2 separate regions of the Hordeum vulgare genome follow, and region 1 is linked to region 2. Evidence: chromatin contacts called from public Hi-C data. All regions are on one chromosome and are shown on one strand. The core of a region is the stretch at or near the end of the contact, and the rest is flanking DNA. Distances in the headings are between cores, read along the strand shown. Region 1 overlaps LOC123404013 (DNA repair protein XRCC3 homolog). Region 2 holds the start of LOC123405075 (probable serine/threonine-protein kinase At1g54610).

Region 1 (2,700 bases), core at 82-2,581, 460 kb before region 2:
GATCTGCCATGTCGCCGTCTGTTTCCACGGTACCCTGGAGAATGGGGTTTCTTCCTCTTAGCCTCCACCACATCCAGGCTCGCCGGCGGTTGGACCTGCTCAGCGTGCGGGATTGCGTCCTCTCCTGACGAGGTGGTCTACCTTGCCCGCCGCGTCCTCATTCCTCAGTTGTCGAGTCTTTTTTCGTCGGCACACCGTCCTCCGACAGCTCCATCGCCTTTTATACCACCGCGTGCAGCTACCTGTTTGTCCTAGACCATCAAGGTGGGTAGGTTTGATTCTGATCTTAAATTCTTTTCCCACTCAAGTTTTCCTCGATTTTGCTTAGATTGAAATTTGGGATGTGTTTCATTGAAAGCCAGATTAAACTTGTTCAAAGTTGTCAATATCTCAGTTTAAAGCTCATATATGTTAGATTCGAAACTGATTTTTTTTCAAAGAAACTGCGTGCTTCGTAAGCCTGCAACACCCGTTGCAGTTTTTCTTCACCATGACCAACAACTCAATCTCTCAAGTTAATCATGACCAGATACCCAAGACATCTTGTAGATGTTTGATGAATGGGGTCACCGTGGTGCACTATTTCGAGGCGGCAATTTACCGGTTGTTGGATGGCTTCGGGGTCGGCAAGCACATTTGCTCAAGTTTCCACCTCGCCTAGAATCTCTACAACTATTAAAAGAGCAAACATTAATTTTTCTAAACCCACACAACAAACTGTACATGGGATAATCAGGACCCTTCGATTAAATTAAGTTAAACACATCCTACTGCATATATTACGTCAATGGTTTATTATTCAGATGAACGTCTCGGATGAAATGTTCTGCTAAGCAGACGCAGCGGTCTGCCAGTCGATGTGTGCGCTTCGCTCACCTGATCCACGCGGCCCCGCCCTTAATTCCCTGTTTTTCGGATCACATGCCTTCTTTATGTAGGTAGGAACCGGATCAAGCAAACTTGAGGTGCCGCTCCTCCCTTCCCGTCTCCCGCACGTTATCCACTGATTCGCCCCGAGTCGACCCCGCCACCGGTTGCCGCCCGTGCTCTTGCAAGCCGCGGCCAACCTCCTCTGTCGTCCAGCCGCGCCAAGCGCCCTCCTCCTTGTAATGCCCTGAAGAGGGAGGGCATCGAGATCGGGCAGTAGGTAGGGGATGAGGAATGGGGAGTATGTGAGGAGAGCTTGGAAGAGGGGAAAGGAGAAGTATCGGCTTAATCATTCGCTGCCGATTACCATCATAGGAATTTACATAAGTAGTCTGCCCTGTGGGCTACACTCACAGGCCAAGGCCCACACATCGCAATACATGGCCTCTGGCCCAACACAGGTAGTAGCATTGCAGTTCAGTTAACTGAATGCACTTCGTGAGTCTGCTGCAGGATCGAGCATGGACATCTTCAGGCGTGACATTGCCCCTCTCTTGCGAAGGAGCCCCACCTTCACCGTCTTCCTATATTCTAGCTGCATGGTAGCGTTGTCGTAGAGTGTCATTGTCCTCCCAGGTGGTGGCGCCCAATAGCATGTTGGCCCACTTAGTAGATAGATGAGATTCACTGTGTCTATTGCAGAGAGAGGCATAGCCTTTATATACACGGGAGAGGCATGTTAGTGCATGCGATCTGGTGAACTACCAGGAGCTATTCTCCAGCCGAGAGCTAGGATGGCGGAGTCGCGTTGGACTCGGTAGTGGAGCTGCGTGACGCTGGAGACGCGGGCGGCAAGGCACGCGAGGAGGAAGTGGGCGCCGTCTTCCAACAGCCCCCCGCAGCCGCAACGGGGTCTTCGACGATGTTGAGGCCGGATCAGAATTCCGTGAAGATGGCGGTTGGCAGCCCTTTCGTGAAGACGTCGGCGAACTGGGAGGACGAAGGGACGTGGAGAACGTGGACGTCGCCGAAGGAGACCCGTTCCCGAACAAAGTGAAGGTCGATCTCCACATGTTTCGTGCGTTGATGCTGAACCGGGTTGGAGGAGAGGTACGTGGCGCTGATGTTGTCGCAGTAGACGATCGTCGCGCTGCTGGAGGTCGATGAAGCTCGTGCAGCAGCTGACGAAGCCAGCAGGTGTCGGCGACGGCGTTGGCGACAGCGCGGTACTCAGCCTCCGCGCTGGAGCGGGAGATCGTGTGCTGGCGCTTGGATGACCAGGAAACGAGGTTGTCGCCGAGGTAGACGCAGAAGCCCGATGTGGAGCGTCGCGTGTCGGGGCAACCAGCCCAGTCCGCGTCGGAGTAGGCGACCAGATTGGTGTCGCGGGAGCGTCAGAGACGAAGACCGAGATGTGCAGTGCCGCGAAAGTAGCGCAGGACCCGCTTGAGGTAGGTGTAGTGGCTCTCGCGCGGGTCGTGCATGAAGAGGCAGAGCTGCTGGACGACATAGGCGATGTCGGGGCGAGTGAGGGTGAGGTACTGCAGGGCGCCGGCGAGACTGTGGTAGAGAGCGGGATCGGAGACGGGCGGCCCATCCTGCGCAGAGAGCTTGCGTTTGGTGTCGGCGGGAGTGGCAATCGGCCTGCAGTTGCTCATGGCAGCGCGCTCGAGGATCTCGAGTGCATACTGATGCTGTGAGAGGAATAGACCATCGGTGGTGCGGTGGACGTTGATGCCGAGGAAATGGTGGAGTGCGCCGAGGTCGGATATGGCGAACTCGCGGTGCAGGGCGTCGACGGTGGAGCAGAGCAGGGCGGTGGAGCTTGCAGTG
Region 2 (2,700 bases), core at 192-2,691:
AGAGGGTCACGTCCGGCAGCTTCGCCTTCACCCAGTACTCCTCGGACGGCGACCCGCAAAGCTTGAAGATCTTGTGCAGCTGCTCAATCTGCGTGAGCACGGACACCCACAGAAATGAGATGGAGTTCCAGAGTAGAGATCAAAATCAAATTAATTAAGATGAGCTTAATGGGGAACCTCGGTCTGTCCGGGCATGATGGGCTTTCCGGCGAGCAGCTCCGCGAGGATGCAGCCGGTACTCCACAAGTCGACCGCGACTCCGTACTCGGTGGCTCCGAGCAGGAGCTCCGGCGGGCGGTACCACAGCGTGACGACCCTGCTCGTGAGGTGCTGCGTCTTGGCCGGATCGAAGAAGGTGGCCAGCCCGAAGTCGGCGATCTTGAGCACGCCGTTGTCGTCGATGAGCAGGTTGGATCCCTTGATGTCCCTATGGAGCACCCCACGGCCGTGGCAATGATGGAGACCGGCCAGGATCTGCCTCATGAAGCACTTGACCTGCGGCTCGGTGAAGCGGAGGCCCGGGGTAGCGGCGAGGCCGGCGAGGTCGTGCTCCATATACTCAAAGACGAGATAGAGGCTATGAGAGAGGCATGACGTGACTATGCCTTCCAGCTTGATCACGTTGGGGTGGTCAAGCCGGCGCAGGATGTGGATCTCCCTCGCCATGAACCGCACGCTCTCCGGGTCCATGTTGACGAAGCGCACCCGTTTCAGCGCCACGATCTTGCCGCTCTGCAGGTCGCGCGCCATGTACACGTTGCTGTACGTACCCTGCCCGATCTTGTCCAGCCTCTCGAAGGTGTCGGCACGGCGGGGCAGCCACCCATGGACGACCTCCCGGGCCACGGAGGTTAACCAGGACGGCCAGCCGGCGATCACGTGCTCGCCGGAGAACCCCTGGGGCACGCCCTGCGGGATGGGCTCCGCTGCCGCTGCCGCTGCGGCATCATGGTCGCCGGCGTCCACGGTTGGCCGCCGGTGGTGCGTGAGCCCGGCTGTGCTGTACGAGTACGACTTGTTGAGAGAGGCGATGACGAGTACCGGAGCGTTCTTCTCGGCACCGGGCGCGGTGGTAGGCTGCGCCTTGGCCTTGACGTTGGACTCAGACCTGCCGATGACTGCGTGCACGACCGGCGCGACGACCGCAGAATCCTCCTTGGAGGTGAGAGTGATGAGTTGCTTCAGGGTTTGGCTTGGCGCCTTCTGCGGCTGCAACCTGTCCGGCACGTATTCCTCCTCGTTCACCTGCTCCTTGGAGCAAAGGCTGCCCATAATTGAGCCGCCGTTCCGCCGGCCGGAGCCGGCTCCCCGTTTCTCCCCGACCGCCGGAACGCTCCTCAACAGTGGAGAGGGACGCGCGCGTCGGGGAAGACAGGCACGCGCCCGCAACAACCAGAGGTCTAGCTAGCTAGGCGGGGTCCTCCAAGAAGCGGTGGTCGTGGGAGCACGAATTTTTGTAACGTGCATGCCACCCATCTCTACTACCCATAGTTTGATTTTCAATACCTAAAATCATATTTATATCTTTTTTTTTCTCCATCTGGTTGAATGTAGCATAACAAAGCCATCCTTTGTTCACGAGTGGCCAACGCTAATAAAAATTACTTCTTTTTTAGTTGACATGCCGCCTGCTGTACAAATATTTTAGACGCCTGCAGATAAGGTAGTTGGAATCTGCGAAAAAAAAAAGATAAGGTAGTTGGAAGATTATTGCAGTACTACTGTCACGTACTCTATAGTTAATTACGAGTTTTCTAAATGATGAACCACCCTCATAATCAAGACCATAGCGCTGTCGGAATCCCCTGGCAACAAGACGCGCTTTGTAGCGCTCAATAGACCCATCCGAATGCTTTTTCACCTTGATGACCCATTTAGAATCAATGACGTTGACCCGAGGTGGTGGAGGAACAAGAGTCCACGTCTCATTGCGAAGAAGAGCGTGATACTCCTGCTCCATAGCCTCTCTCCAATGAGGAATAGTCATTGCAGCCTGGTACGTACGCGGTTTCGAGGACGGATCCGCAAGAGCAGCAGCCATGCAAGAGGCATACCACGCAACAGTGCCGTCGGTGCGCTTAAGAAGGCACACAACACCACTGCGACTGCGCGTATGTGGGCGAGAGACCACAGGAGCCGGCAAGGGGCCAGCCGGCGAGGGGCTGAGCGGCGGTGAAGGGGGCCCAGCCGACGAGGGGCTGGGCGTCGGTGAAGACGACCCAGCCGGCGAGGGGCTGGGCGGCGGGGAAGGGTGCCCAGCCGGCGAGGGGCTGGACGGCGTCGACGAACGAAGCGGCGGTGACGCAGGAGAGGACGGCCGCGTGGGCGAGGCGGGGCGAGGGCTCGCCTGGGGTGACGCGGGCCGAGAGGCCATCGGCGACAGCCCTGGCGCAGGCGAGTCGGCCAGTCGGACCGGGCAGCAGGGAGGCCGACCGAACCGGCGTCTCCAGGGAACCGCGGTCGTCGCGACCGGTAGCAGCCGGTGCAGCTGCAGGCTCGTCCAGGAGCTCAAGACTAGCACCTCTAGCAACACCTGCACCATGGTTAGGTAACAAAATAGGAGCATATGCAACATCATCAAATTGGTCAGAGGCAAGATAGGATGGATGCATAGATGGTGACTCATGGGTGGACACAGGTAAGTTGGCAAAGGGAAACACATGTTCATCAAACACAACATCCCGAGATATATAGACACGA

What was found. Hi-C and Micro-C count contacts between places; a contact is called where the count stands out from the background.
Region 1: a Hi-C map of leaf shows a contact between it and region 2, with 3 times the contacts expected there. The contact joins the enhancer-like site here to the promoter of LOC123405075 in region 2. A contact is called at or near these places in 2 of 6 Hi-C or Micro-C datasets (both in leaf).

What each region holds. Positions count from the first base shown.
Region 1 is chr6H:266,827,437-266,830,136 of MorexV3_pseudomolecules_assembly, reverse strand. It overlaps LOC123404013 (DNA repair protein XRCC3 homolog), which reads left to right. Exons shown (of 2, transcript XM_045097918.1): 2 at 1-423. The coding sequence ends at 61. Among protein-coding and RNA genes, the nearest start is that of LOC123404013, 3.4 kb to the left of the region's middle. Within about 2 kb of position 1,331, at least 3 of the 3 cell types and tissues checked have open chromatin away from gene starts, as enhancers often do. A contact at or near this core is called in leaf, where this site is marked.
Region 2 is chr6H:266,367,308-266,370,007 of MorexV3_pseudomolecules_assembly, reverse strand. LOC123405075 (probable serine/threonine-protein kinase At1g54610) reads right to left here and starts at 1,441. Exons shown (of 6, transcript XM_045098924.1): 1 at 178-1,441; 2 at 1-88. The coding sequence starts at 1,272.